Linked DNA regions of Mus musculus: regions 2, 3, 4, 5, 6 and 7 are each linked to region 1. Evidence: chromatin contacts called from public promoter capture Hi-C and targeted proximity ligation data. All regions are on one chromosome and are shown on one strand. The core of a region is the stretch at or near the end of the contact, and the rest is flanking DNA. Distances in the headings are between cores, read along the strand shown. Region 1 holds the start of Hnrnpul2 (heterogeneous nuclear ribonucleoprotein U-like 2). Region 2 holds the start of Plcb3 (phospholipase C, beta 3). Region 3 holds the start of Myrf (myelin regulatory factor). Region 4 holds the start of Stip1 (stress-induced phosphoprotein 1). Region 5 holds the start of Vegfb (vascular endothelial growth factor B). Region 6 holds the start of Tmem258 (transmembrane protein 258). Region 7 holds the start of Rcor2 (REST corepressor 2).

Region 1 (4,350 bases), core at 421-2,920:
CTATCTCCATTTTTCAATTTATTTTTTTTTGTTTTGTTTTGTTTTTTATTTTGTTTGTTTTTTTGAGACAGGGTTTCTCTGTGTAGCCTTGGCTGTCCTGGAACTCACTTTGTAGACCAGGCTGGCCTCGAACTCAGAAATCCGCCTGCCTCTGCCTCCCAAGTGCTGGGATTAAAGGCTTGCGCCACCACGACGGGATACAGTTAATTCTTACTTGTTTGAATTAGGGTATTAGCACACATCACAGGCTAGTCTGGCTCTCAAACTTGAAGCCATTTTTCTACTTGGACTTCTCCAGTGCTGCAATTACAGGTGTTAGCATCATTCTTCGAAATAAACCCATTCTAGGTCCACCAAATCAAGATATCTGGGCTTTAGAGCCCAGGAAGTAGTTTCAGGTGAGGTTTGTGAAATCCCGCTTGCTTTTAGAATACTCTACAAATTGGAAACAGGTTTCAATCGACTGCTAAATAGCCAGGTGGCAGTGAAAAAGAACATCTTCCAATGTTCACAGGGCTTGATGATTCTATCTTTTTTGTTTGTTTTGCTTTTTGATACAGGGTTTCTCTGTGTAGCCCTGACTGTCCTGGAACTCACTCTGTATTTGAACTGCCTCTACCTCCTGAGTAGTGGGATTAAAGTCATGCTCCACCACTGCCCGGCCCTGCGGTCTTGATTCTCTGCCCACGCTCGTCCCATACTTACCAGCTAGGTTGTTGTAGCAGTGGGTCTGGATGGTGTGCAGTATGTTTTCTTGCTCCGGTGTGAGAGCTGGGCCCTGAGGTCCCAGACTAGAAAGAGGGGAAGGCAGACTTGGGTCCAGACCCCGCAGCTGAAGAAGAGCTCGATGGTACCTACTCACAGCATCTCGGTACTTTCCTTCCCGGTAGCGCTGGTTTCCTTCCTCCTTGTATACCTGAGCCTCCTGAAGGCGCTTCTCCATGACTGTTGGAACTGTTAAATGAAAGAGAAACTGAAGCAGTAGAATGGGATCAAAATAAATGATTAGAGCATCGATTTCGTAAGCAAGAAGCTCGCAGGGATGTGGGTTTTGCTGTTTTTACTAGTCCCATCTATTCTCCTGTGCTAGTTTTCAGTTTCCAGAAGTACCGCAAACTAAAAAAAGGAATGATGTGAGGATAGTGAGGCCATTGACCAAATGAGTTCCATTAGAAGAGATCCCGGCGTGATTACAGACACTAGGGAAATCCAAAGGCCCGACTAAACGTTCCAAGTGTGTGACCGCCCGCAAAATTCGTTTCCTTCTTTCTCTGAGGCACACCCCCTGACCTGGAAGAAGATGGAGTAGGCGGGAACAAGTGAAACAAGTCAAAAAGGCTTCGCTCCTTTCCAATCTCTTTATTTGTCCTTATCCAACAAACATTTGTTGATGGTTCTGCTGTTAATTGAGGAACCGAAGTGAGTGAGGCCTGAGTCTCCAGTCCACAAGTGAGGCACAAGAGGCCGGAAGCATTGTGCCCAACAACCGCACCACAGCGGAGGCCCAAGCCGGAAGACTCCTCCAGGAATTCGGTTTAAGTTGCAGGAGCACAGAGAGGAAGAGACCAGACCTGCCAGCAGTTTAGCCTCTAACGGGGCACGCGCATTGCGTCATGCCACCCAATCAGAAAGGAGTCTAGAAAAGTAATCCCGCAGAACCGGCCCCGCCTCCCCAGCGGACCAACCCGGAAAAAAAAAATTCCCGGCCACTTCTCCAATAGGAAAAAAAGCCGCACGATATCGGAGGACCAATCAGAGCAACAGACTACGATTCAAGCTGGCCAACGAGAGAAGGAAGGGGTGGGGTTGGCGCCTCTGTTGCTGGGTAGATGTTTAAGCACAGAAAGAGGTCCCGGCATTGCTCTCTCCCTCTCTCTCTCTCCCTTGATGCTGGAAAGGCCTTTCCCTCCTGGCTACGAAAACCCTGCACCACCCATCCTTCCAGCTTGGCTTCGGTTACTAGTCTCAGAAGTTACAGTCAAAGAATAAGCAAGAGAGGACATCGAGTAAGCCCTAGGGTGCTCCGGTAATTGGGAGCGGGCAGGAAGTAAGAGACCTGAGATGGGCGGGACTCCGGCGCGACTGCGCAGAGCCTACGACTGAAGTACGGAAAGAGGAGCGCGCTCACGCTTCCGTGCTACGAGGCACTTGAGCCGCAGCCAGCCTTGCCCGACTCAGGCCCCTGTGCGGCTGCGCGGTTAGGCCGCTTGCGCTGATTGGCCCGGATCTCTGAGAGGAGGGAGGGGAAGTGAGGGAACTCCGTCGTCCTCGGCGCGCACTCCCCCGCGGTCGAGTACAGAGTGTGTCGGAAGCTGCTCCTCGCCGTCTTGTTTTGCGCTCAGTGAGCCGAAAGGGGCAGGGCAGGAGGAAGGCGACATAAACACGCCGCGAAGACAGCGCGGCCTCTGCCTCTGTGTGCGTGCGCTTGCTAGCGCGGGCTCAGTGCTGGCGCGGGAGGCGGAGGCGGGCGGCGGCGGCGCCTGCGCGGTCGGGCTCGGTCGACAGTTCGCAGGGGAGGAGGCGGCGGGAGGCGGAGGAGGCGACGGCGGCGATGGAGGTGAAGCGGCTGAAAGTGACCGAGCTGCGGTCGGAGCTTCAGCGGCGGGGCCTGGATTCGCGCGGCCTCAAAATGGATCTGGCGCAGCGTCTTCAGGAGGCACTGGATGCTGAGATGCTGGAGGACGAGGCCGGCGTTGGTGGGGCCGGGCCCGGTGGGGCCTGCAAGGCGGAGCCTCGGCCTGTGGCCGCGTCGGGCGGAGGCCCGGGCGGGGACGAGGAGGAGGAGGACGACGACGAGGAGGAGGACGAGGAGGCGCTGCTTGAGGACGAAGACGAGGAACCACCACCTGCTCAGGCTTTGGGCCAGGCCGCGCAGCCGCCTCCGGAGCCCCCGGAGACGTCAGCCATGGAGGCCGAGTCCGAAGCTTCCGACACACCGGCGGAGGCCACGGCTGGGTCAGGTGGGGTAAATGGTGGCGAAGAGCATGACAACGGCAAGGGGGAGGAAGACGGGCCGGAGGAACGGAGCGGAGACGAGACTCCGGGATCCGAGGCACCGGGTGACAAGGCCGTAGAGGAACAAGGTGAGGAACTGGCAGCCAAGCCGGGCTTCAACCTGCCGGGTGCGTCTCCGATCCAGCACCCCACCCTGCACCGCGCTATCTGATTCCTTGTTTCCACTTGCCCGAAAGTGCACTGTTCTAGTGGCTTTTTGATGAGATTCTCCTGGGAAGGTGGCTTTCATCCGCTGTCCATCTTTTTGAAGGTTTGGGCGTCTTGTCTTTACACTGTTTGCAGGAGGGAGGTTCCTGCCTAACGTGGTTCCTTGGTGTTAGTGGATGGAAGTGTGTGTGTGTGTGTGTGTGTGTGTGTGTGTGGCTTTCGAGCTACCTGTGGATCAGTCTTCTGGTGCCCACCCCTCTTTAGCAGAATACCTTTAGCCGCAAATATGCTGAAAAATTGGCGCTCTCCCGAGACCAGTTGGAAGCTAAGGCCTGACAGTTCGTTCCTTACCTTAAAAATGTTAAGCAAAAAACAGTCCGTGAAATGCTGCTCTGTCAAACCCAAGTTAGTCTTCAAAGAGACTCTGGATATTTAACCTTGCTCCTTCCTGCTTAAGCCGTCGGAGACAGTGTGTGAGCCTTTTGGGTTTAATCATTAACTAGCAAAGAGAAACTTAGTCTAGTAACATTTTAGTAGAATGTTAGTTACTTGACTGGGGCTTTTTACTTTGTCCCTGTTGTGTTTATATTTTAAGTCTCCTGTCCAGGCTGTAAATAAGCATATTTATAGACTTATTCTACACTGGTGCCCTTAAGGCTCCTAACTAACTGAGCTGAAATGATTTAGGGGTTCTAGTGGAGTAACCTTGTGGTAGGTTTGTGGAAACTTCCCCCAGGAGTTAACGACTTTCTCCTTTTGAAATGCTTGCATGGTTAGAGCTAACCTATAGTGACTGTCAGGAGGGAGAGCTGCTTCTAAGTTTTACTTCCAAGTAGGTTTTTTTGCCTTAGAGTTTTTTGTACTGTTTCGTTGTTTCTTGGTTTTTGTTCTGGATCTTAGTGTTATAAAATTGGAATCTATTTTACAATGATTGTATGCAAAGTATAGTGTTCGGGGTTTTTGTTGTGTCCGATGTCCTGGGACTGAGGTCCTATTACATAACCCTTAATTTGTGTTATCCCAAATAGCAGATCAAAAGCATTAAAGAATAAGGGAGTGTTTTAAAGGAATTGTTGAAAACACTTAAGCCTTCAAAACATGAAAGCCTAAGGAAAAATTCCATGTGTTACTCCGTGTAAAGAATGTTACTGCCAGGTTTGGTGTCACTGGCCTTCAGTCCCAGCACTT
Region 2 (4,318 bases), core at 1,268-3,767, 1.8 Mb before region 1:
CTGCCTGGATACTGCCAAGCTCCCACCTTGGTGATAATGGACTGAACCTCTGAACCTGTAAGCCAGACCCAAGTAAATGTTGTTTTTTATAAGACTTGCCTTGGTCATGGTGTCTGTTCACAGCAGTAAAGCCCTAACTAAGACATCATATGAAAGCAGAGGGCTTAGGAGCCTGGAGATAAAGCTTCTCTCTGTCCCTTGAGCCCTTCCAGTATCTGGCCACCCTAAGATCTTTCTCATTGCTCATTACCCATCACATTGTACCTCATGGGATCCTCATAGCCTCTAGGCTCACCCATCTTATAGAAAAGGGCCCCTCAGGAAGACTAGGCAGGGAGTTTCTTCTCCCTAACAACCCTATGGTGACTGACAGAAAGGCAGGATAGTAGGGATATGCTCATTTTCTAAAAAAGGACTTAGTCACTGATGCCCAAGGCTATGCCATATGCTCAGGACCAGCAAGGACTTACACTCCAGTCAGTCCTACACTCCCTTTAGCCAAAAGAGAATTAGCATCCCCAAACTGCTGCTCTCTCTCCCCTGACAGTCCTGCCACCAACGGTGCACACTCCCGTCCCCTTGCCCTGTCTGTGAAGCACATCCAGCTCTACGCCCTGAAACTAAAACTCCCTCTCCATGCTCCCCAACCCCCTCTCCGTGCTCCCCAACACCTTGTGCGTGAGGTGTGTCCTTACATCACCCTCATTTTATACAGGAGGAAACTGAGGAGTCAGGATTTGCAGGGGTACACTTGCAAAGTCCTGGCATGTGGCAAACAGAAAGCCAAGACCCCTGCAGGACCACCCCTGGCTCCTGACCTCAGCCTCAACCTCACAGCAGAGAGCTCAGTTTCTCTCTTGGGAGAATAGGGGTTCACAGCCCCACCCATGCAGTCTCGGTTTACAAAAGAACAGCAGCTGATCTGGGGACACAGGTCCCTAAACCCATGGGACTCATAATCCTTCAACTCTTAATCAGAGGACACCAGGTCCCAACCCCTCCAGGAGATTCCAAACCTTGCCCTAGGCCTGACCAGCTAGCCACCAATAGTGCTAGAAAGGGGGAAACTTGTGGGTACTGTCCCTGTAGCCCCTGTGGCACCATCTTCAGGGGCCTAACCTCCAAAGGCCACCCAGGGCTCTGGCTCTTCAGTTCCAAACTTTGTTCAGCACCCCCACCCCAACCCAGGCCCTCTCCTTGTTTCCACTTCCTTATTTGGGTTTATCACACTGCAAGGAAAAGGAGAAACTTTTCCCTTTAGTCTGGCCTGGGGGAAGGGGTATCCTGGGGCCCCGGGGGTACCCACCCTTGCCCAGCACACCTGCAGCTAAGGCCACGCCCCCAGCCCCTCCCCTTAGTTCTCACTCCTGCCCCACCCTGCCGGAAAGAAACCCAGCGTCTTCCAGGCCTATGGCCCGACTGGGAAGGAACAGTAAGGAAACTCAGGCCGCCTGAGTTGAGGCCCTAGGGAGCAAGGAGCCCAGGGGGTAGGAGAGGGAACAGTACAGAAACGTGGGTGAGACGTGATATCTAGATAAGAAGCCGCAGGTGAGTATCAGGGAAGTACCTGAGAGAAAGCAATAAAAAGTGGGGACCAGGATTTATTGAGGTTCAAAGTCACTAAGTTAAGGAGTGGGGAGCAAAGTTCCCAGAGTTGGAGGAACCTGGAAAGGAACAAAGTCTCCGGTAAGGGGTGGCTCGGTGCTCCCATCTGAACAGAAAGCTCGCTGGAATCCAGAAGCAGGACGAAAGGGTATCAACCAGGGCAGGCTGGAAAGGGATGACTATAATGGCTCAGGCAAGCGAGGCACTGAGAAGAGTAGGATCCCAGTGGCACCCCACCCAAGGCAAGGATGTCCTATGCCCCCATGGGGGTCCTGTGCCAGGAACAGGGGTCTGGGGACCAGACCAAAAACTAAGAACCAGCATGGAGACTTTGATATTCATCGTTGGCAAGGGTGGAAAAGAGTGAGAAGAAGGACAGGATTTACAGGGGTTCAAAGTCTCCATGCCAAGAAGAGCCCAATTGACCACAGCTACTGTCTTGCGGGGGAGAAGAGCGGGGACAACGACAAAGTCTTCAATTACCAGGACAACAGGGGACTCAAGTTTCCGGAGTGCAACAAGGCTGGAATAGGGGGTGAGGTGGTCAGGCAACACTGAAGTGGGGGTCCCTGGCATTCATCTAGTCGAATGTGACTGAAGGAATCCTTCGATCTAGGCAGAGCAGAGGACAGCCCACTCACTTACCTCGTCCCATTTGATGAACTTACTCCCGCGCCGCAGGGTCTCCACCACGGTGGGCGGCTCCAGCTGCAGCGCGTGGACGCCGGGCCTCGCGCCCGCCATGGCTAAGCCAGGGGCGGCTCGGGGACCTACGGAGCCCCGACGGGAACCGACGGTGCCACTGCTCTCTCCACACGCTCCCGCGCGGCCCGCTCTGGCCCCGCGGCGTCAGCGCCCGCCCGCCAGCCAGTCTGTCCCGGACGGACCGGAGACTCGGCGCCCGGCCCCGCCCCCGCAGAGCCCCGCCCCGTCGGGCGGTGCCGCCCCCTCCCACCGCTATGGTGCCGCCCGACCCACGGCGGCGCCCCCTCGCGGTTGGGGCGGCGACTGCAGCCAAAGGGATGATGGATGGAATGGGGGGGGTCTTTGTTGGCCGGCTGACTCAGTAGGACTCTCTTTTTTTTGTCTTAGATAAAGTGCTATTGAGGGTGCACCTGGAAAGACGGGTGTTGGAGCCGCTCAAGACATGCCAAGGTCAGCCGGTTGAGGACTCAGGTGGAAAAGGCGAAGATAATAAGGTTAGGGGACACAGACCCTTGTCCTCAACCCGACTCCTACCGCACTTAATGAGCTCAGGAAACGTCGTCACCCCATCTCTCTCCATCCCACTCCACCCGCGTGCCCTCACTTTGCCTCTCCCCCTCCTGCTGCAGCACAGTCCCCCCTCCCAGGGAGCACTTAGCTGGCTAATGGGCCTCCCGCCGGCAGGCGCCCCTCCCCCGTCCCTAGCTCTGGAGGCCTGGAGCTGCCACCTCCTTTGAGGACCCAGGCATCCTGGTTTTCCAGAGAAAACCTTGCCGCAGTTCTTGTGCTGCTGACCCTGTGACGGGAGCCAGTCTCAGTGAACCTCTTAGTTGAACATAGTGAAAGATGGTTGTTTGCCCAGAGGTGGCAGAAGCCTCGTGGGTGTCCCCAAAGGAGGGGTTGTGCAGCTCCTGGCCCACAGCAGGTGCCCTGAAATCTGTGTTCCAGTGATCTGAGGAACCGAAGGGGCAGACCCATGGGCACCGGCCGGGGTGGGGGCTGTAGCCCCCCCCGCAGGGCTTGGCTGGGGGGGCTCCTGCCTGGGGGCCCCTGTGGGAGCCCCCCCAATACAGAGGAGGCAGCAGCAGCAGGTTTAAAGTAGAACTCATCCAGAGGGGCCAGCCAAGTCACCTAGAAACCCAGAAAGAGTTGGAGCTAGCTCTGGGGGAGGAGGGTCGGCTAAGGAGGAGCTTCCCTACCGGCGCCTTTGCCCCAGGCGCTCAGGCCTCCAGAGGAGCCCTGCCTGGCACTGGCTGTCCTCCAAATCGCCATCATGGCGGCAAACTTAATGAATCTAGTTGTCTTTGGCTGTGGCCTTGTGCAGTGGTGTGATTGTTATCTCCACTTGAGGCCCAGAGAGGGGAAGGGACTTGCCCAAGGTCACACAGCTTCCTGAGAGGATTTAACCCCTCTTTCTGCTTCCTGCCTCTGCTCCCTGGTCTGTAGGAGAAAAGGGGGGGGGGTGCAGGCCTGTCATCTCCCTCCTCTTCTTCTTCCTTCTCCTCCTCCTCCTCCTTCTCCTCCTCCACAAGGACTATAAGAAAATACCCCTTCAGAGCTCCAACTACCACCCACCTCCTCCAGAGATCAGAACCATTAAGAGTGGAGATTGGCCTCTACCCACAGGCTTGCTTTCAAATCCAGGACTCCCTTATCCAGGAGCTAGTTATCACAGTGCAATAAACACACACCCCTCTGTAGACGGGTGACAGGTAGAAAAGAAACTGGGAATGTCAAAGGGGAAAGAGTAAAAAAAGGGCACAGGGGATCCTGCACACCAACGCTAAGGGCAGGATGACTGAGCCCTCCCAGAAGCTTCTGGAAGCAGGGCCTTGAAAAACAGGATGGAAGCTGTTTGTTGAGCCAGGCCCTCTTCTTCCCCCACCACTAATCTCTTGAGGCCAGGCAGCCCCCCATTAGAAGGCTCCCTCTTCCTCTTTGGATGCTTTCTTCCAGCCCTGGAATGGTAATAGAGTTTCTAGGCATGCAGTAATGGGGGGAATAAAGG
Region 3 (3,857 bases), core at 1,281-3,780, 1.4 Mb after region 1:
CCAGCCCAGAACCCAAACCACGGAGATTTCTACCCACTGCCTAGAGGGAATGGCTGAGGCCATGTGGGAATCTGGATGAGGACTTGAGGGTGGCCATTTGAGTGTGAGAGCATACACTACTACCTGAGGCTGAGGAATGACTCAAAACATCCACAAAACAAGGTTTCACACCTCCTAGTAGGGGCGCACTCATGTTTATGAGCACACCACTGCTCTATGCTTTCTCCCTTCCAGTGAGAACTTCCATTTCACCACCCAATGGATTCCCTGCCAAGGCCTTCCCCTCTCAGACTGCCTTAAGGACTTGAACCAGGTGTCCACCCACCCTGCCCCTATTCCCAGGTTCTGGAAGACTGCTGAATCCCGGCCCTCCTGAGCAGGCCCCACACCCCGCCTGCTCCCCACAGACATTCTTGAGTCTCCTCTTATCTCTCTGGAGGGAGCAGCCCAGCCTCCCTGCCAGGCAGCTGCATGGCTAAGCTGTGGCGTCAGCCTTCCATCCACCACCACCACCCCCCCACCTCAGGCCAAGAGGGAAAGTTTGGCTCAGAAGTGAGGAGTCCAGGCCAATTAGGCCCACCCCTGTGCCCAGAGCCCAGGTGGGGGTGGGGTGGGGGAGGGATACCTACATAAACCAAAGAGTCCTGGTTCATGGGTCACTAGGGGCACCAAGAATACACTAGGCACCCCCAATCAGTACTTGTACCCAACAAGGACCACTGACTTCTTTCTTCTTCTAGAATCTTTACTCACAAAGTCCCTGTGCACTCTTAGCCTATTGCCCAAAGTTGGGAAGCTCCCAGAGAGCTCCTGGACTGAGGGGTGGTGTCTTGCACCCTCAAATGGTATAGCTGCCTCAGACTTGATCACTGAATTTAGTCCAAGCCTAGCATTTTGCAGCCTCAAGACTTGTTCTGCCTGGGTGTTCAACATCCTAGAGTTAAGTTAACCTGAGACTGGAGCTGTCTTCTCCTGGGCTGCTCAGATGTAGGAGTGGATGGACAAAAGTATTCTGTGGTTCCCCACGTCATGGAAAGAGAAACGAATAAAGTCCTCTTCTTGCGTGGGGAAATCTCTCAGGAACTGGGCACTGGGCTTTAAACTTGGGTCTTGATTTTCCATCCTGCAACTCACAGTCCCAGCCTGGTATGTTGAGGGCAACAGGTTCTGCTCATGGAAGCCTCGACCAGTACTTAGGGGCAAGATGTTAGCTGAGGGACTAGGAAGAGGGTGAGGCAGGGAATAGTTTCTCAACATAGTGGGGATAGATACAAAAGGTGTTCAAGTGCCTCGGTCTCCAATAAGGGTCTGAGAAACCCAGCAGGCTGGGAGATGTCAGCCTGCACTTCCCCTCCCCCTCCTACACCAGCCCCTTCCCTCCTGAACCCAGCTTTCATGGGGGGAGGGGCAGGGTCTGTTCAGGAAAAGCTGAGGCAGTATTTAGACCAGGACCAGACTCTAAAATCAATGTGGGGGTTGGGAGGTGGGGGAGGTGAGGAAAACATATATAATGGAGCGTACATAGATCCTACTGGAGAAGTTCAGGTCAAGGTGAGGGGGGGACCAGGTCAGCTCCTGGGTCAGGTGTGAGGGACCCAACCCTGAGGCGCCTCATAGGGGCTGGTGGGGTGCCATTTACAGCATTGGAGGTCTCCTAGGGCAGAGGTTGCTGGTGACAGAGATGTCAGCCAGCTTCAAGGGAGTTCCATCTCTAGGAAATCACACTAAAGAGAAGGTCCTGCCCCAGGCAAGGAAGTAGTAGCTGCTTAGAGGAGCATTTATTTCAGCCTTAGTGGAGGAAGCAGCATTGCCCAAGACAGGTGACAGCCTCCAAGGATGTCTCAGCCTCCAGGAAGCACAGTCAGGAGGTCCCTGCTCCTAGAAGGTAGGCTAGGCTCTGGGGTCCCAGCCTTAAGGGAAAAGGGAAGTCCCAGGCTAGATGGAGTAAGAAAGAGGCTGGTATGGGTGGAGTACAGCGTCCTCAGACTAGAGAAGTGTGCTGAGGGTTGGAGTATCACCATTCAGGGACCGCAGGACCCGAAAGGCTTCGAGGAGAGCCGAGCACAGAAGGAACCCATCCCCAAGGAAGTTGAGTGTTGGAGGCCGATTCGGGGAAACCCAAGTCCAACGGGCTTGGGCAGACATCTAGAGACTCCCTATCTCGAAGCCATTCACCTCGCTGTTGCCAGTCTGAAGTAGAGTCCCTGCCAAAAAGGAGGCTTTCTGGAGGTCCTTTCTGGGTGCATGGTGGAAACCCCATGGGTCTCCTGTCCTCAGGGAGACTGGTTGGCCTATCCCAGAGCAGGAGGTTGATCGCCCAGCCAACCCCGCGGTCTCTCACCTTCGAAGAAGCGCTGCAGCGCTTCGGTCTCGTCCACCACCTCCATGGCCCGCCTGCCCGCCGCGTGCGCTCCGGCCGCAGCCCCGCTACAGCCTGGCCCGGGGGCGCGGCATCGCCGGCGCGGCCCGCGCGACAGTCCCGGCTGGGCTCCCGGTACAGTCCGGCCAGGCTCTCCTCACGCTCGCTCCCCGCAGCCCTAGCCCGGCCTCCGCCTGCCCCGCGCCCCGCCCGCCGCCCTCAGCGCCCTCTGGCGGTACGCCCAGAGCCGCAACCTCGGGTAGCAGGGTGCCGCGTCGTCTGCAGGGGGCGCTCGACGCGGCGGTGGTGTCCTGGGTACTGCCTTGCCTTAAAGTCTGTGGATTAGTCGCTTTTCACTCTTTTCTGGTATAGGTAGGGTTCCAGATTATGAATCTGAGGGTTTTCAGTACCAGATCTCAGAGATAGCTCCTATTCCTTTTCGTATTCACCCTATCCCAGGTAACAAAGGGATACTCTGTGCTAAGTACTCTATAGGTGTTAAACTCTGTTAATTCCGGCAGGTCTTTGTTAGGGAGGTACACACCCACTTCCCCACTCCCCACCCCCACCCCCCAAGGCCCAACGCACACCGAATCTATGTAGGTCTGGCCTTAAACTCAGAGAGATCCGCCTTCTTCCGCTTCCCTAGTGTTGAGAATAAAGGCATTTGCCACCTGTCTGGAACTATTACAATTTGCATTTACAGATGAGGAAGCTAAGGATTAATGAGTGCCCTCTAGAGAAGTGCTTCTACATAGAACTTTCTAGAATGGTGGAAATACTCTAGGTGTTGTCATTAGCCACAGTGGCAGCTGAGCATCTGAAATATGGCTCTGGGGATTGAGCTCCTGACTTTTCAGCTTTGTTTTATTTTAATTATTTTGAGCATAATTAGTTATGTGTGACCTTGGTAGTATTAGGCAGTACAGTTCAAGGTCAATAGGGTTCAGAGTTTAATGAGAGCCATTCTTTATTTTTCCTCAAGACAGGTTTTTCTGGGTAGCCATGGCTGTCCTGGAACTCACTCTGTAGACCAGGCTGGCCTTAAACTCAGAGATCTGTCTGCCTCTGCCTCCCAAGTGCTGGGATTAAAGGCGTGTGCCACCACCACTAAGAGTTATACTCTTACTCCCTGCTGCCCTACCTGATGTTTAATCTGAAATCACATAGGGATGAAACCATCGTGTCTCCTGTTTGGACTCTCACCTCCATCTTGCCCCCATTACACAGCATCTCTCCTAATGATTCCTCTACAGTCCTCCCAACTAATTCTTTATGAAGCAGAAGTCAGATCATACCACCATGCCTTTGGTAAAACCAGTGGTTTCTCCTTGCACTCTGACATCTAAACCTCTTGCCCTGGTTTCTCAGAAACCTGGCTCATCTCTCTCCACTTGTAACAATGACCTCAGCTTCAACTGCTTTCTGCGTGGCTCACTTAACCATTGCTACCAAGACCTTCTGCCATCACCCGAACATGCCAGGCCCACATCTGCCA
Region 4 (4,184 bases), core at 1,121-3,620, 1.8 Mb before region 1:
AATCCCAAGGTACACCAATTAGAAACTTTCACAGAACAGAGGTCCCAATGCACATGTAAGCTGGCTTTTCTCTGCAATCTCAACACTTAGGAAGAGGCAGCGGACCCTATTCTCAGCAAAGGAGGATGACATGCAGGAGAGATAAAGGAACAGACAGGAAACTGCCAATATGACATTCCTTTACAGGAAGGTCAAGGGAGAAAAAGAGTACACAGTACACAAATATTCATCTTTGAGCTGGGCAGTGGTGGCAGAGGCAGGTAGAGTTCTGAGTTCAAGGCCAGTGTGGCCTACAGAGTTATTTCCAGGATAGCCAGGGCTACACAGAGAAACCCTGTCTTGAAAACAAACAAACAAACAAAAAAAAACCCCTCGTCTTTGTTTGCAGTTAGGATCTCTTTATGTAGCTATAGCTGACCTGTAACTCCACTATATAGACAAAGCTGTCTATCTGTCTGCCTCTGCCTTCCAAGTGTTGGGATTGAAGATCTGTGCCACCACACCGGGCATTAGAAATAATGTTTTGGGATTTTTTAAGACAGGGTCTCACTATACAACTCTGGTGGTCCACTTACTTACTCAGAGATCAGCCTGCCTCTGCCTCATTGAGTGCACCATCATGCCTAGCAAAATTAAATCTTAAAATATAAACTATGTGTCACTGTAGGAGTTACCTGGAATTCTACTCTTCAAATGTACAATTTTCCAGACAGGGTTTCTCTGTATAACCCTAGCTGTCCTGGAACTCTCTGTAGACCAGGCTCTCCTCAAACTCAGAAATCCACCTGCCTCTGCCTCCCAAGTGCTGGGATTAAAGGCTTACTTATGCCACCACCACCTGGCTCAAATGTACAATTTCCAATATTCAAACGCATTTGTGTATATGCTAGTGCATGGGGCAGACATTGGAAGTCAGGGTCTTCCTCCAACACTCTCCACCTTACTCTGAGACAGAATCTCAATGAATCTGGAGCTCACAGACAGGCCTGAGATGCTCGGGTCTCCCCTCCCCTCACCGATTTAGTGGGTAAAGGCAATCGGAACCCAGGCCTTCATCCTTAGACATCAAACGCTGAACCAACTGAGCCATCTCTAAGCCCAACGCTCAAATTTGTCATCTTACTGTAAGTTTGCAGTCCACAGGAACACTTGCACACTTGTATAATGGCTGGCAGGATTTTTCCCCACTGAGGAGGGTGGGGAGGATGGACGGGGTAGACCATAGCTCTAAATTCAGGCCCTGTGTTTGATCCCTAGTGCCACACAATGAATGAATGAATGATAATGAAAAACAACCTCTTTTTGTTGTAACAGAGCAAGGTGTTACTCATACCAAAAAAGCGTCTCTCTTGTCCGTACTGCAGTTACAGTTTAATTACTCCAAGGGTACAGAAAGTTGATTAACCTCTCCATTTAGTCTTATTAACAAGGTGAGAGGCCCCACGGTCCCTCACAGTGACTATTCCAGAACAAAAGGTTTTACTTTATACATCACAGTAAAAGTAGTAGTAAGCTGTGCTCTTTTTGTATGTGTGTGTTTGGATGAATCACAACGGTTCAATGACAGCTTCCAAGGTAACAAAACCTCTCCAGGCCTCAGATGCAGGCCACTGTAGCCTGAGCTAAATCACCAAGGTAAGGACGGCAGGTTTCCCTCTGTGCCCCAGATCAGATGCTGAGCGGTAGAGACAGGGACTTCTAGCTCCTCACTATCGGCTCACAACTGTCTAAAACCACTAAATCCTGTGTAATCGGGAACGGAATTTCCAAGGGTCGGATACTCAGTCACCCCACAGTCACTACGAAAAGTGGGGGGAGGGGCGACATATGTATGCCTCAGGGAGCCCTGGTGACACTGTCCGCGCCCGCCTTCTCTGCAGTCGCGCGGGTCCTTTTCCCGGGCGCACACAGATGCCGTGTACCCCGAAGGCTGCTGGGGTGATCGGTCACCGGATCCCTCCAAGTTCGCAGCGGCCGACAGGGGCCTCTCCGCGCTGAGGAGGCCCGGCCCCCAGAAGCTTCGGGGCCCGGCCGCGGCCAGGCCTGTTCCCGCTCCACTCGGCGGGTCGCGGGGGCGACGGGCGCTCGCCATTCTCCCCTCACACGCCCGACCGCGGCTCTCACGCCCGCGCCTCGGCCGCCCGACCCGGCCCCCCAACCACTCGCTTCTCCCCGCCAACAGGCCTGCGCTGCCCCGGGGCCCCGGCCGCCCCTCCCCCTTCACCTGCTCCATAGCCTGGCCCGGAACCCCGTTGAATCGAATTCGTCCGCTCCGCGTTCCCAACCGCACGCGCCGCCTTCTGGAACCTACTAGAAGCTGCCGGGACCCCCAGGTTACCGCCCCTTCCTCGCCTGCTCACTGGTTGAACACGTCCAGGAGGCTCTGCTCGCCCCTTTTATAGGCTTAAAGTTCAGTCAATCATCGTGACTTCTCTTTCATTGGTTTTTTACGGGTCTTCTCTTCAGCCCTGCCTCCTCTGCACCTCCGGATTGGACACTCCGCGGCAAGTCCCGCCTATTTCAGGGCTAGGCTAACTGAGGGAGGAGCGGGTCTTGACGACACGGATTGGTTGGTTAGTCCGTCAATTGTAGCTGGCCTGGCCGCACCCATTGGTCCTGTTCTTTCTGGAAATTTCCACAACTCTCATTGGGCTGAAGGACTCCTAGACGGAACCGCCTTTCAGAGGAAACATTCAATTGGGTGGATGGGTGGGGAAAAAAAAAAATTTGGCCATTCCTGGCGCTGATTGGTTTATGCCGCTGCCCTGTAAGGGGGTGCTCGGCTGGCTGGTGGTTCGTGGGGAGTCGAGCATCTGGCCCGGTGTCGCCTAGGCTTTAACTACAGCGTTACAAGCTGTTTTCCCTGAGTCTGAGACTGTTGGCCCGCGCTTCCTCGCATCCTGACTATTAGGCCCGGAATGTACCCAAAATATTGCGGGCTATGACGGGCCTGCGTTGAATGTTCCCAAAATGCTGCGGGCCACGACAGGCCTCCGCTTTTCCGGCAGTGTCCTGGCGGACCGGCTGCTTGGCCCTTACTCTCTGAACTCAGCTGCAAGCTTTGGTCACCATGGCCTGCCAGCAGAAATGCTACTTGGGTTGCAGGCTTAGCGTGTAGCTTATGGAACGACAGAGACTGATGATCAGGGGTCTGGACAGGATTTGTATAAGGAACGTGGGCTGTGCGGTGCCATGTCTGTGCCAGTAGCACCAATGCATACCCTCTCCATCCGGTTACCCCTTATCTGTTCACTTATGCCTACCTAGTTCTTTCTCCTGCCTCACTTAAGATCGGAGGAAATGAGCGGTGGTGGCATACAGCACGCAGGAAGCAGAGGCAGGTGTATCTCTTAAGCTAGCCTGATCTACATAGTGAGGTCCAGGACAGCCAGAGCTATCCATACCAGAACTATATAGTGAGACCCTGTCTCAAGAGAGAGGGAGAGGGAAGAGGCAGAGTGCTGAAATTACAGGTGTGAGCCAAATGTGGCAAGAGTACTTTTTGGGTGACTGGAGATAGAAACAAAGGTCTTGTCTGTGCTACACAAGCCCTCTACCCATGAGCCTCCAACCTTCTGTTTGACAAAAAGAAAATACAAAGGTTAGGTTTTTTGGTTGTTTTTTTTTTTTTTTTTTTTTTTTAATTACAAAAGGCATGTATACAAAGTGCATGATTAAGCCAGGCATGATGGAGTGGACCTTTAATCCCGCACTGGGATGGGGGCTGGGGGTTAGGTAGATCTGTGTGAGTTGGAGGCCAGCCTGGACTACAAAATGAGTTCCACGACAGCCAGGGTTCTGTTACACTGAGAAACCCAGCCTGGAAAAAAACAAAGACACCACCACCAACAAAAAAAGTGCATGACTGCAATCCCAAATTTTGGGAGTTGGAAAAGGGAGGGAGATCAGAATTCAAGGCCAGCCTGAGCAAATGAAGAAAAAAAAATGGAAGGAAGGGGAAGGGAAGGGCTTGAGATGGCTTGAAAATGTGGTAAAGGGTGTTTATTCCCCAACCAAGCAAGCCAGGCAACCTGAGTTTGAGTCCTTGAACACACACAACAGAGATATATCACCACTTCAAGGCCGACAATGCTTCCCCCCCCCCGCCCCCCCCCCCGACATGTTTTTTCTGTGTAGCCCTGGCTGTCCTGGAGCTCACTCTGTAGACCAGGCTGGCCTTGACT
Region 5 (4,236 bases), core at 1,495-3,994, 1.8 Mb before region 1:
TAAGTCATCCCCTGGCCTCACTATAGAGCACAGAAGGGTTACTTAAGTAAGCACTCCAGGCAGAGGCAGATGGGGGCTCTCATATTATCTTTGCTCTCTCAGAGCCTGCAGAATGGAGAAATATCAATCACATAAAGCTCTGCAGATTGGAAAAAGCCTTCTTTAGTTCCACTCCGGGAGATGGTTGATTGCTTAGCTAGATTGGTGCCCCTATCACAGGTTCAGCATCCTTTCCTAAGAGTGGCATCAGCTCTCTCACCCTCTGACTTGCACATCTAGTCTTCAGCTGAGGTTTTGATGATCTGGTTACCAGCAGATGCACAGTAAATGACTTAACACATTCAGCTGGCTTCTCCATCCCTGGTCTTTTCACCACTAGCAGGCTCATCTGGACCTGCTCCAGGACATAACCTTGCGGCCTTCTCACACAAGCACCACCCCACAGACTCCTTACCTACAGGTGTCTGGGTTGAGCTCTAAGCCCCGCCCTTGGCAATGGAGGAAGCGGCGGCGTCTGCAGCGGCAGCGGCAGGTCCGGGGGTCAGGGCGTTGACGGCGCTGGGTGCAAGGCGGGCAGAGGATCCTGGGGCTGGAGTGGGATGGATGATGTCAGCTGGGGAGGATGCTCCCGGGGTAGAGTCCCAGCCCGGAACAGAGCGGGGCTGGGGACGGTGGTGGGGTATGGCAACCCTAGGAGGAGAAGCGACACGTCTGGGGTGGGAAGAGTCTTCCCAGGAGCTAGGGTTAGAGCAGAGTGTGTGGATTTGGGGAGTATAAAAGGGAAGAGAGTCGGGTGAGAGAAGAAGGCAGAGGGGCTGCAGCCTCCTGGCTCACTTGTGCACCCCCTAACCCATGAGCTCTCTCTCCTGGACCAGCACCAAGAATCCCAAAAACTCACCTGTCTGGCTTCACAGCACTCTCCTTTTTTTTTGGTCTGAAAAGAGAGAGAGAGAAAGATTAAAGAAACCCAAGCCTCCTGCACTCTTGCCCCAGGATCCATGCCTACTACTTCTGGCTCTACTCTCAGTCACCTGGTCCCTACTAAGTAAGGTACAAGCCCATGCCTGGTACCCCCACCCCATGCTACACTTTGTGACCTGGACCTGGCTGGCACCTGCATTCACATTGGCTGTGTTCTTCCAGGGACATCTCCCCCAGCTGACTGCTCGGGTACTGGATCATGAGGATCTGTGCTCAGGAGAACGAGGAAGAGACAGTGAGTGGTGGGGGGCAGGGCCAGAAAAAGACAGAGGAAGGGGATACTAGATAGGCTAGAGAAAGAATGACCAGAAATTCCCACCTCCAGCACGCCCCTCCCTGGGTTGGCCCAGCCCATAGGACATCACTGTCCCATCAACACACCTGACCCATAGGCCCTGGTACCTGCATTCGGACTTGGTGTTGCCCAGTGGGCACACATTCCAGGCCATCGTCAGGGCAGCAGCCACCACAGCGCTGCACAGTCACACAGCTGGGCACTAGTTGTTTGACCACATTGCCCATGAGTTCCATGCTCAGAGGCACCACCACCTCCCTGGGCTGGCATGTGGCACGTGCATAAACGTCTATCCATGGCACCACTGTGGGCAGACCCAGATGGATTAAGTTCTTATCAGGTCTCCTGAAGCTCCTCTGAGCATGTAGCCTCTCTGATACCCTATCACCACCACCCCAACCATCTTTTAAACCTGTCTTTCTCTGCCTTGTTTCTCAAGAAATGATTAAGCCCTCTGCCTCAGTTTCTTCCTCTATGGAATGGTATCGCCCAAAGGAGTTGGGATCACGCAAGATAAGGGATATGAAATCAGAGCAAGTGCTAACCCCTCTTAGTACTGGCTGGTGGCAAGTTATTGTTAACTATTATTACCTTTCTTCTGGTGGCTGGGGCCATCAAACTGGGACACAGGGGCCTGTGGGAAAGAAGATACCTGGGCCCAAGATGCACTCTAAAAGGGCTGGCCCTGTGGCTATGTAAGGGCTCCGTCCTTGAGTCAGGCTTCTGCGCCTTTCTGACACCTTTCCAGATTTATTCTGTTCCCAAGACCTTGGTTCTAATTTTTCTTGTATACTCAGACATCTGGTACTTTCCCTGGCCCAAGACCCACCAGGCATACTCTGGGAATGGTACTAAAGCCCAAGCCTTAGCGCTGGGCTTGTTTTAGGTCAGGAGCCAGGATAGTGGGAGACAAACGAGGTTCGGAGGGCACGGAGGCAGCTCCGCCCTACAACCGCCCAGGGGATGGGGTGAGGTGGGGGAGTGGCCCCAGGGGCATGGGCTAGGACTAGCGGGCCTTCGCCAAGGGGCACCTCTTAAGGGATATTCCCGGTTTGAACTGAGGATCCCCTCGACAGAGGTAGCAGGCGCCTCCCCACTTCCGCCAACCTTGAGAGGGCACCGCGGGCGGGCGGGCGAGCTAGCGAGCGGGATGTCGCGGACGCACGTACCTGGGTGCGAGCCAGCTGCAGCAGTGCAACAAGCAGCAGGCGACGGAGCAGGGGGCTCATGGTGCCCGCGGGGGGCGAGCGCCGGGAGCGCCCGCATGGCCCTAGCCCGGCGGCGTGGGGGGCGGCGGCAGCCAGAGCCCCATGGCGCGGGCCCGGGGACCCGGGGCGGGGCGCAGGGGGCGGCTCCTCCGCGGCCCCCTCCCGAGCCCTGGGCGCAGGCAGCGCAACGCAGCGCCGCAGCGACGGCCTGAGGAACAAGACAGGCAGGCGGCCTGTAGTGGCGGCGGTGGTGGCCGGGACGGCGGGCAACGGGGACGGCGGGGGGTGGCAGGGGGCCTGGCCGGGGCTGGCGGGCAAGAGGCTCATGTGACCTAAACACGCGCTCCCCACCGGGCCGCGGGCGGAGGCGGGGCGGGGGCGGAGCCGGTCCCCTCCAAACGCCCCCTCCCGCCGCTGCAGGGGAAAGGGGACACACCGCCCTGGAGGCCGAGCTCCGGGGGTCGCTGCCTCACGAGGGGAGGGGTGAGGAGATGCGTGACCTGAAGGACCGAATCGGACAGGCGTCTGAAAATGAGTTTATTGCACGTGTAGTTCTGGACAGGCAGCAGGGAGAGGACCAATGAAGGTCCCATTTAGTTAAGCCTCTCAGGGGCTTGTGTCCTGGGGCATGATCCTGGAGCTTTCTGGAGGCAGGGAGGGTTCTGCCCGAGGCTGCTGCCTCTGCTGGCGCTCCTGCTGAATCCTGGCTCTGTTGGCCCTGGAAAGAAAAACAGGATCAGGACAGACATCCTGGAGGGTGGTGCTGAAGCAGGAAGCAAAGTCAGAGCAGTGACAGACCTGGCCCTGGCCCGAGTGTCATTGTAGATGGCTGTAATGATCCGGTCCTTTTCATCCATGAAGCTGCGATGCACCTGCTCCAGCTTCCTGTGAAGGAATTGCAGTTAACTCCGAGTCTCCGAACTCTGGTGTCCCTCAAACCCTGGTCCTTGACCAGGTTCTAGCATCTCTCACACAACTTTACATCTCTCTCTATAACAGACACCAAGTGGCCCAAGTCCCAGAACTAGGTGGCACCCTAAGTCACTGGCTGTCCTGTGAAGAAGGTTGGTGAAACAGCTCTGAAATCAGGTTGCCTCTCCCAGAAGACTAGAAAGGGGGCATATTTAGGTAATCTCCATTGCTAGATACTACGGACAATGGGCTCCATCCTTTGGGTTTCTATGCCACAGAAAACTGGTATGACAGCATGCATTCGAGTGTATGGTGAGGTCCTGGCAGCTACCATGGACTGTCACTGTTATACGGCACTTGTCCTTCCTCGCTCTTTCTTTCTTTTCTTTTATTTTTTTTTATGGTTTTTTGAGACAGGTTTTCTCTGTATAGCCTTGGCTGTCCTGGAACTCACTTTGTAGACCAGGCTGGCCTCGAACTCAGAAATCCACCTGCCTTTGCCCCCCAAGTGCTGGGATTAAAGGCGTGCACCACCACTGCCTGGCCCTCTTTCTTTCTATATTGAGACACAGTTTAATGTAGCCTAGGCTAGCCTCAAACTCCATATGTAACCAAAGATGACCCTGAACTTAAAAAATTTGCAAAAAAAAAAAAAAAAAAAATTGCTTGGTGGTGATGGTGCACTGACTTCGAGGCCAGCCTGGTCTACACAGGGAGTTCCAGGTCAGCCAGTTCTACACAAAGAAACCCTGTCTCAGAGAAACAAAACAAAACAAATCAAAACAAAACAAAAAGGAAAAACCGCCCTCATTTACGCAGTGCTAGGAGAGAACCCCTGGG
Region 6 (4,110 bases), core at 1,583-4,082, 1.4 Mb after region 1:
GGGTTTCTTTGTGTAGCCCTGGCTGTCCTGAAACTCACTCTGTAGACCAGGCTGGCCTTGAATTCAGAAATCCGCCTGCCTCTGCCTCCTGAGTGCTGGGATTAAAGGCGTGCGCCACCACACCTGGCATGGGATGTTCTTGAATAACTTAAGGGCTCTGAATAACGCAATGGCACCATCTGTCACAGAGTGACTTCAACTTTAACCTGCATTAAGGATCACAGAAGACAGAGTGCTTGGCTCAGCTTGAAGGGCCCTGAGATCATCAAGGCAGACGTGAACCCTCAGGAGCAGGTAAGTACCAGCTATGCGAATATGACTATGTCTGATTTATTGCTTCTCCACAGATGTCTAACCGATGCAGCAGACCTGAGGGGTACACCTCTGCATAAGGACAGGTGGCCACCTCACTGCTGCTACTCTTCCCTTCCCATCTCCCTTAGCACTTGAGGGTGTTTTTATCAGGATGCCAGAGGAGTTTTAAGTCCTCCTCTTTGTACTCTCTTCCCCCCTAAGTCTGAACGCCATGACTTCCCACAGATCCTGAACTGAGGGCTGGCATGCTGGATTCACACAGTCCAATACTGCATGCACTTCTGTAGTACTTCCATCAAATCACTCCTAGGGAAGCATTTTCAAAACTACCCTCACAATTTTTGGCTCCTCCAATTGAAACATTAATTTTCCTTTTATCTAATTATTTTTCTTTAAATGGACTTTCAAGAAAAAAAAATTGGGGGTTAGGGGGCAAAAAACCTAGTTGTGAGTGATGGTGCATGCCTTTAATCCCAGCACCTGGAAGGCACAGTCAAGTGGATCTCTGAGTTCCAGGCCAGCCTAGTCTACATAGTAAGTCCCAGGCCAGCCAGAGTTACATAGTTGAGACCCTGTCTCAAAAACAAACAGAAAATTAAGTTGGGAAAGAGAATCCATTTTAAACAAAAATATCTGCATTGTGTCAGTCAAGTCATATTAATGTGTTAAATGTACAATAAAAGGATTTTCTAATATGCAATTTATTAAGGTTATCTTGCTCGCCCAATGTTAGTGTGTCCACACCATAAGAAAGTCCTGTCAAGGGCTGGTGAGATGGCTCAGTGGGTAAGAGCACCCGACTGCTCTTCCGAAGGTCCAGAGTTCAAATCCCAGCAACCACATGGTGGCTCACAACCATCTGTAACGAGATCTGATTCCCTCTTCTGGAGTGTCTGAAGACAGCTACAATGTACTTACATATAATAAATAAATAAATCTTAAAAAAAAAAAAAAAAAAAAAAAAAGAAAGTCCTGTCAATTGTTCTAATTTGTTCCCAGTCTTACTTCACTGTGTCTTTTCTGAAGCCCAAGTGGCCCTGTATAGTCCCCTTCCTTCCTGACTACAAACACCTCAGCACACGTTACTTGTATAGCACAGAAGCCTAGTGAAGAGGCCTGCTTCTCTCTTTGGTCTTCTTCCTGCCCTCCTTCCTTACTTCTTCCTGGTTCGTATTACTGTGGTTCCTCTAAGAATACAAGCAGCAAAAACTCAGTCTTAAGGCTAAAGACTGTAGCTCTCCCTGGTACAGTGGCTTGCCTAGCATGCATGGAGTCCCATGTTGAATCCTCAGACCAGAAATCAAATAAAAAACTCATCCTTGAATCTGGTATTCTGTGTGTGGGTATAACAATGGGGACTGAGCTAGAGCCCTCACTCCTGCTAGCAAGTGCTCTACATCTTCAAGATTGTGTAACACAAGTCACTTCTGAGTTGTTAAATAAGAATGAATAACCATTTCTGCCTTGCAGAACCGGTCAACCAAAAACCCAGATGGAATACACACATCACCAGATGCCGTGCCATGTTCCCTAGTCAACCATATGGTTCACACCTCACTTACTACGTTGCTAGAATGAATACAGGCTATTACCACCCATCATGTCACACAGAGGGAAACCTGTTCTGTCCTGATAGTCTCAGTCCCGCCTCCACAGGACCTTCCAGATAGCAAAGCCTTAAATGAAATGGCTGCAGGCAGGATAAAAACACACCTAGTTCCCCTGCTCCCCACTCCCCAGAGGCCTACTGATTAATCACCGTATTAACTGGGCCCCACTGTTCTACGGAGTCTTCCAGACTTCCCTTCACCAGAAATGTCCTTGGGGCTTTTCCAACACCTGCCTCAGTCAGAAATACAAGAAAGCACTGTCTCTGGATGTCAGCAGAACATGAACCCATTTCCTTATTAAAGGCACAGAACTTCCCCGCTCCATACTCCTCACAAGGGCCCTAGGATGAACACGCTCTGGTCTCTGAGTCCTCACTGGAAGGAGGGTACTACCTTCTTCCTACCGGCGAAGAGGAATGTTCGGAGCAGAGCGAATGGCCCAAGCCCGGGCTGCCCGGTGCTGTTCCCGCGGCTCTGCCGCTTTCAGAGACGCTTCCGCGAGACCTCACCCCGTCTCGAGTGCACGAGCCTTAAGCAGCTAGCAGTGGTTTGGAGTCCACAGCGTTCTCTGGACAGTCCCGAGCCCGTTCTTTCAGTATCGTTCCCAGCTTCGCCGCCTTCCAAAGCCCGCGCTCTCGTCACGTGATCTGCCAGGCGCGAACAGCCTCCTGGGAAATGTAGTGTATGCCCCACCAGGTCCGATAGCAGCTTTCATAGTGGGCGTTCTTTCTGGGGAAAAAATGAATTAAAACCTAAACTTCACACCACCCTTTCCCACAGTCCGACTCCATGCTACTCACAGCAGGTCCGCATAGTCCTAGTTCCCGTTACTCCTGAGAACATGGGACTACAAGTCCCACAATGCCACGCGCAAGGGACCACATCCTTTTCCTGTTGCTCAGTGCGCTTGCTCCTGCCGACGTGTTCTTCCGGTGGCGGATCGGTGGTTTATCCTGTGCGGGGCAAAATGGTGAGATGATGGGAGTTAACGGACAGTGCTGTGGCCAGGACCTAGGGCTCTTGTGTGCCCGGTCCTCACCGCGTTCTTCCGCGGAGGCCTCAGTATGGAGTGCCCGGTGGGTGGGACGCCGCTGAAACTCTAGTTTGAGTTAGGGACGGGAAAGCAAGCCCCTTACCGTGTATTCCTCAGGCTGAGGTTTCCATCACAATGTGCTTATGATGTTGTTGACTATAATTCTGAAGGTCACAGGGTGCACTTTGAAAACCTTCGCGTTTTTATTTTTCTTTCTTATGATCAGTTATCTCTATCTGGAAGGATTCCCTTGCTGAAATCTTACTTATCCCGCAAGGCCCTTGTATAAATACCATTTCCTGGTAAAACACTTGTAACTCTCATAGGTACTTGTCTTGTCTTCTGGGAGCTCTCAGTCTGTACACACCTCTTGCCACGTTTCCTGGACTTCTTTTTTTTAATCTGCCACGCCTCCTAGTGACCACCATCTGACGTGCATCTAGTTCTGGGATGATGTCTATTCGTCTTTGTATTCCTGTTGCCCAACACTGGGCCTGCATTTGGAGGTTCCATAAATGGCAGCGATTGTCCTTGGCTCTTTTAGGGGGGAAGGGGGACATAATTGTTTACTGAATTGAATTCCTGTGTCTCCTAGAACAATGGGCTCAGTCTACTTCTCTGGAGTTGTTATGTTCTGGACTTTAGAAACATTGGCAAGAAAGTGACAATGGAAGTTAACATTTGTACAGAACTTTACGTTTATAGCCCTTTCACAGGGATTATCTCATCGTCTTCTCTGCAACTTTAGGAAGGAAACAAATACCTATTGAGCAGTTACTCTGTGCCGGGCAGTAAACTAGATGTGTCAACATTCATCTTTCTCCAATCATGCATCAGCCCTGTGACACAAACAGTGTTATAACTACTTAACTCAGACTGAGGATTCAGTAGGGCCAGAATTATCCCAATTGTCTTCTGCCAGGAGATCCCCGTGGCTCCCCCCTAAGGCAATGAAAAGCAGTACTCCTACATTAGAATTTGAGCTGTCTGTACTAGTGTAGGCTCCGGCTTCCTGTACAAATTAACGGCTTAGAGTCTGGACACAGATCCAAAAGCAGTGGGAATTGTGGGCAAGCGTTTTTCTTTAGGTGTCTTCCCCCAGACAGATCCATGACTTACATAGTGATCATTAGCTAGAAACCCCTAAGAGCC
Region 7 (3,800 bases), core at 721-3,220, 1.6 Mb before region 1:
CCTCAAAAATAAATAAATAAATAAATAAATCTCCCCACCCTGCCCCCACCCTAGAGCAGGCTCTTCCTTTGGTGTGTGTGGGCGGGGGTGGGGGCCTGGCTCCAGGGCTAAGTGAGAGCAGTATTGGGTCCCAGTGTGTGGGAGAAGTGGCCTCCAGACAGAAGGGAAGCCTGTGGCTTGGGATCCTCTTTAGGCCTTGTGCTGGCACACCTGGGGCAGCCCTGGAGGACGGAAACAAGAACTAAGCTTGATGCTTGAGGTCTTGGGGTCTTGGCCCGGGATCCTAGGTTCTCCTATGGAAGGAGGCAAGTGGAGGAGGGGGGACCCAATAGAAGCCTTGCCTAATGGGTGCCAGAAGCAAGAAAGACGCCATCATAGGAGAGTGTGGTGTGCACAATGGTTGCTAGCTAGGCAAAGGGATAGAAACAGGAGCACCTCACTACAAGGTACAGGTATTGGGGACAGGTCTGGCTCCCTGCCACTCATTTCTAGGGGCCACTGGAAGTCGCTTTGCCTCTTGGTACAGACCCCTTCAGCTCAGATTGCCTCTGGTTCATTTTTTCTTTCTTTCTTTCTTTCTTTGTCCCAGATCTCCCCACCCTGAGGCTTGGTGCCCAGCTCATGATTTAAGGGGAGGAAAAAAGGCCCCATAACCTTGGCCCAAGGTGTGGCGGGCAACGTGGCCGCTGACTGGGTGGCCCTATGTGGCCGGACAGTGCTGAAGTCGGGCGGGGTCGTGTCTGACTCTGCCAGCCGCAGGCAAAGAGCCCCCAGGAACAGGATGCCCCAGCCAGGTCGTGGCCTGACCACAGGACCCAGGCCGGTCGGCCACAGCCAGTGGGTAGGGGCAGGGATCCCCGGTTGGGGCCAGGGCTGCTTCTAAATTTAGGAATCTGATTACAGAGTGGCCAAGGAAGGGAAGGGAGAGGAGGGTGCGCGTGCAGGCTCGGCTCGATCTGGGCATAGCGGGTGTGCCCGGGTAGAGGCGTGTCCAGGAGTCCGGGCTCCCCGTGGGAGGGACAGCGGGCGGGGGCTTCGGCCTGTGTGAGCTGCAGCACGTGCCCCAGGCGGCGGGGACGGGCACAGGCGCAGCTCACAGGCTTCGAGCTGCTGCCGGTGAGTGCGCTGGCTCTTTGTGTGCCTGGCAGGGTGGCTGGGTCTGGCTTTGAAAGTCTCTGCCCACCCCCTCCCCCAACTCCGTCTGTGCCTCCCAACCCGCTTCCCTGTCTGTCACTCTGCCTGTGCCTGTCCGGGGGGAGGGGGGATGCTGCTTCCAGCTGGGGTGACAGTGAACCCAGTGAGGAGCTCGCCCCTTTCAGCCCAGAACTTGCCCTATTACCTTTCATACTCATTCCTCAATCTTTGATACTACTGTTTTGGGTGCAGACTGCAGCAGTTGAAAGACACTAGGGTGACCCCTGGGGACCCACAGACCTAGCAGAAGTCAGGTTCTAGCCCAGTGGCTCTTATAGAAATTCATCTTGCGCCTGTCCGGCCTCCCATCCGCTTTGGCCCCCAAGGGCGCATGAAGGGGGGGATCCCCCTGCGGAAGGGGGGGCAGGGAGTTCCTTGGCAGGAAGGGAAATGGAAGGAAAAGCTGGGCTCCACCCGGGCGGTCGGACAGGCGGCCTCAGGGCCCCCGGGGCAGGCCACAGTAACCAGAGCCCAGTAGTGTGTGGAACCGGTGTGCTTGTGGGTGGGGCTGACCCCGGGCTTCTCCTGGGGGGCACTGGGGTCTACCCAAAAGGGCCAAGTCTGAGAACTCAGAGACACCAAGGGTGCTCCCTGGGGGGGGTACGTGCGCCCCATTCCGGTCCTGACCCCACCCCCTGGAGGTCTAGCCCCGGCCCCAGGCCCCGCCCCCCGGGCCCTCCCTCCCACCCCAGGGCCAGATGTTCAGCTGGCGGAGGCATCGGCTGGGGGAGGGGTGCTGAGGCCGCAGCCGGCACTACTTCCCTGCCAGCAGCTTCATTGTGTGCGCGAGGAGCGAGCGGCGGCGGAGAGCGGGCGAGCGAGCGGCGGTAGCGCGAGCGCGGCGGGGCGAGCGAGCGCGCCGGGGAGGGTGCGAGGCGGCGCCCGCGGCTGCGCTCCGCCCGCCTCCCGGCAACTCTGCTCCAGCGCCGCACGCCGTGCGCGCCGTCCTGCCGCCGGGGCTCCAGCCGGCTGGCGTGGTTGCCGTGGGGTCGGGTCGGGCAGGGTTACCTCCGTTGGGGATCGGGGCATCCTCAGCGCAGCCGAGGGGCGCGGAGTCAGCTGCGGCGGCCACTGCGCGGTAGCCCTTGCTGGCCAAACAGCGTGGGCAGGCGCGCGGCGCGGCTCCGGGGCTCCCCGAGGGCAACGCGCCCCGACTCTCCCCGGGGGAGAACCAGCCCCGAGGGGCGCACGGAGCGAGCGTGCCCCCGGCCGCGCCGTCTCCCCCGTACCCCCACTTCACAAACTTTTCTGCCGTCCTCGCCCGTGGGGGTCGCAGTGAGCGTTAGGGCTGCCCTCCGGGGCCCCGACCTCCCGGACCCTAGCCACGCTGACCTCCTGCCTCTCGTAGCCTCAGTGGCGACCCCTCCAGGCCGGGCCAGGCGCAGCACTCGAGGCAAGCGCGGCAAGCTCCTGCGCTCTCCAAAGGATCCCGTGCCCCTCGGGGCTGCCGGGTAGGGTAATGCCCTCAGTAATGGAGAAGCCCAGTGCGGGCTCCGGGATCTTGTCCCGAAGTCGGGCCAAGACGGCACCCAACGGCGGACAGCCACACTCGGAGGATGACAGCAGCGAGGAGGAGCACTCTCATGGTGAGCCTGGTGGCCTAGGGTTAAAGGCGCGCTGGTCCGGGGAGGGATCATGGAAGGTGGAGGAGGGGGGGGGGAGAGTTGCGAACCACAGATGGTTTCTGCCGCTCCTGGATTGCAACCTCAGCCTTCTCGTGCCTGGTGTTGCCGGCACAGGAAATCTACAGGCTGGGCCCTTGACCACCCACCTCCCCTTTGCCCTCAGTCGTTGAGGGAGCTTAGGATGCCTCTCTTGGATGGATTGGGTCCTCATACCTTGCAGCCTTGCAGGGGACTGAGGTCTGATTGGACCAGGTACTGGGAAGATACCTCTATGCGGAGCTGTGAAGCTCATGTGGTGGGGAGGAGCCCCGAGCTCTCTGCAAGGCTGTGGTCCAGATCTAGGGGCAGCCCTCCAAGCTCCCACCCCCAGTTAGAACAAAGCACTTTGCTCTAGCCTGGGCTTTAAAAGTGTCCTCTTAACCTCCCCTTCCCCCCATGGCCATGACTAGGCAGGGTATGACTCTCCTAGTACCTTCTATCGGAGGGTAGCTGGGGGGCACTATCAAGGAAAAGTGAGTCTCCTGTATGGTGGGGGTCCCTGAGTGGTCAGGAAGGAGAACTCCAGATCAGCTACCTCCCCTCACTATATCCTCCCCCTACTTCCCTGGAGTCTTGACTGCCTCCCCTGGCTCCACAGACAGCATGATCCGAGTTGGAACCAATTACCAAGCAGTAATTCCGGAGTGCAAGCCTGGTGAGTGGCAGGACAGACATGGAGGGAGGGAGGGCGGCAGGGAGGGGTGGAGGCTGATGGCTTGGCCTACAGCCCCACCTGGGAACTCTTGGCTGGCTCCTGCTTGAGGGACAGGCGGTGGGCGGGGTGGGTGGCCCCGTGGCACTGTTACTTTTCCTGCTCTGCCTTCCTGTCTGGGTCTCAGCTCCTCCTTCCCTTCTGGGCCTCACCTCCTCGCTTGACTGTGTTGCTCAGTGGTCTCCTGTTTCTGTGAGTGCCTAATTCTGCTCATCCTTTCAGAGAGCCCT

Evidence for each region. Promoter capture Hi-C pulls out the DNA fragments that hold promoters and counts their contacts. Capture Hi-C pulls out chosen DNA fragments and counts their contacts.
Region 2: a promoter capture Hi-C map of adipose tissue shows a contact between it and region 1, with 2.4 times the contacts expected there. A contact is called at or near these places in 2 of 39 promoter capture datasets (cranial neural crest and liver), 2 of 130 datasets of targeted methods (microglia and pancreatic cancer cells) and 2 of 9 other capture datasets (adipose tissue and macrophages).
Region 3: a contact with region 1 is called in a targeted proximity ligation map of pancreatic cancer cells.
Region 4: a contact with region 1 is called in a targeted proximity ligation map of embryonic limb bud, with 9 times the contacts expected there. A contact is called at or near these places in 2 of 39 promoter capture datasets (embryonic stem cells and liver), 1 of 484 Hi-C or Micro-C datasets (embryonic stem cells) and 3 of 130 datasets of targeted methods (embryonic forebrain, embryonic limb bud and embryonic stem cells).
Region 5: a promoter capture Hi-C map of liver shows a contact between it and region 1, with 3 times the contacts expected there. A contact is called at or near these places in 3 of 39 promoter capture datasets (the HPC-7 cell line and liver), 7 of 130 datasets of targeted methods (the 230-238 cell line, astrocytes, embryonic forebrain and 4 more) and 3 of 9 other capture datasets (adipose tissue, embryonic stem cells and macrophages).
Region 6: a targeted proximity ligation map of pro-B cells shows a contact between it and region 1, with 3 times the contacts expected there. A contact is called at or near these places in 4 of 39 promoter capture datasets (the C10 cell line, cranial neural crest, hippocampal neurons and 1 more) and 2 of 130 datasets of targeted methods (pancreatic cancer cells and pro-B cells).
Region 7: a targeted proximity ligation map of embryonic stem cells shows a contact between it and region 1, with 6 read pairs. A contact is called at or near these places in 3 of 130 datasets of targeted methods (embryonic stem cells and stem cell-derived neural progenitor cells).

What each region holds. Positions count from the first base shown.
Region 1 is chr19:8,817,731-8,822,080 of GRCm38.p6, forward strand. Hnrnpul2 (heterogeneous nuclear ribonucleoprotein U-like 2) reads left to right here and starts at 1,671. Exons shown (of 14, transcript NM_001081196.1): 1 at 1,671-3,083. The coding sequence starts at 2,552. Ttc9c (tetratricopeptide repeat domain 9C) reads right to left here and starts at 1,564. Exons shown (of 4, transcript NM_027412.3): 1 at 1,291-1,564; 2 at 706-954. The coding sequence starts at 943.
Region 2 is chr19:6,967,297-6,971,614 of GRCm38.p6, forward strand. It overlaps Plcb3 (phospholipase C, beta 3), which reads right to left and starts at 2,518. Exons shown (of 31, transcript NM_001290349.1): 1 at 2,251-2,518. The coding sequence starts at 2,349. Gm52400 (a long non-coding RNA gene) reads left to right here and starts at 1,400. Exons shown (of 3, transcript XR_003952919.1): 1 at 1,400-1,548; 2 at 2,698-2,804.
Region 3 is chr19:10,238,218-10,242,074 of GRCm38.p6, forward strand. It overlaps Myrf (myelin regulatory factor), which reads right to left and starts at 2,531. Exons shown (of 26, transcript NM_001033481.1): 1 at 2,342-2,531. The coding sequence starts at 2,387.
Region 4 is chr19:7,037,656-7,041,839 of GRCm38.p6, forward strand. It overlaps Stip1 (stress-induced phosphoprotein 1), which reads right to left and starts at 2,371. Exons shown (of 14, transcript NM_016737.2): 1 at 2,225-2,371. The coding sequence starts at 2,233.
Region 5 is chr19:6,984,907-6,989,142 of GRCm38.p6, forward strand. Vegfb (vascular endothelial growth factor B) reads right to left here and starts at 2,745. Exons shown (of 7, transcript NM_001185164.1): 1 at 2,446-2,745; 2 at 1,868-1,910; 3 at 1,384-1,580; 4 at 1,115-1,188; 5 at 899-934; 6 at 455-589. The coding sequence starts at 2,505. It overlaps Dnajc4 (DnaJ heat shock protein family (Hsp40) member C4), which reads right to left. Exons shown (of 7, transcript NM_001357001.1): 6 at 3,283-3,369; 7 at 3,005-3,202. The coding sequence ends at 3,091.
Region 6 is chr19:10,201,370-10,205,479 of GRCm38.p6, forward strand. It overlaps Tmem258 (transmembrane protein 258), which reads left to right and starts at 2,833. Exons shown (of 4, transcript NM_026919.1): 1 at 2,833-2,895. The coding sequence starts at 2,893. Fen1 (flap structure specific endonuclease 1) reads right to left here and starts at 3,024. Exons shown (of 3, transcript NM_007999.6): 1 at 2,726-3,024; 2 at 2,319-2,650.
Region 7 is chr19:7,266,309-7,270,108 of GRCm38.p6, forward strand. Rcor2 (REST corepressor 2) reads left to right here and starts at 1,971. Exons shown (of 12, transcript NM_001320554.1): 1 at 1,971-2,780; 2 at 3,457-3,513; 3 at 3,793-3,800. The coding sequence starts at 2,654.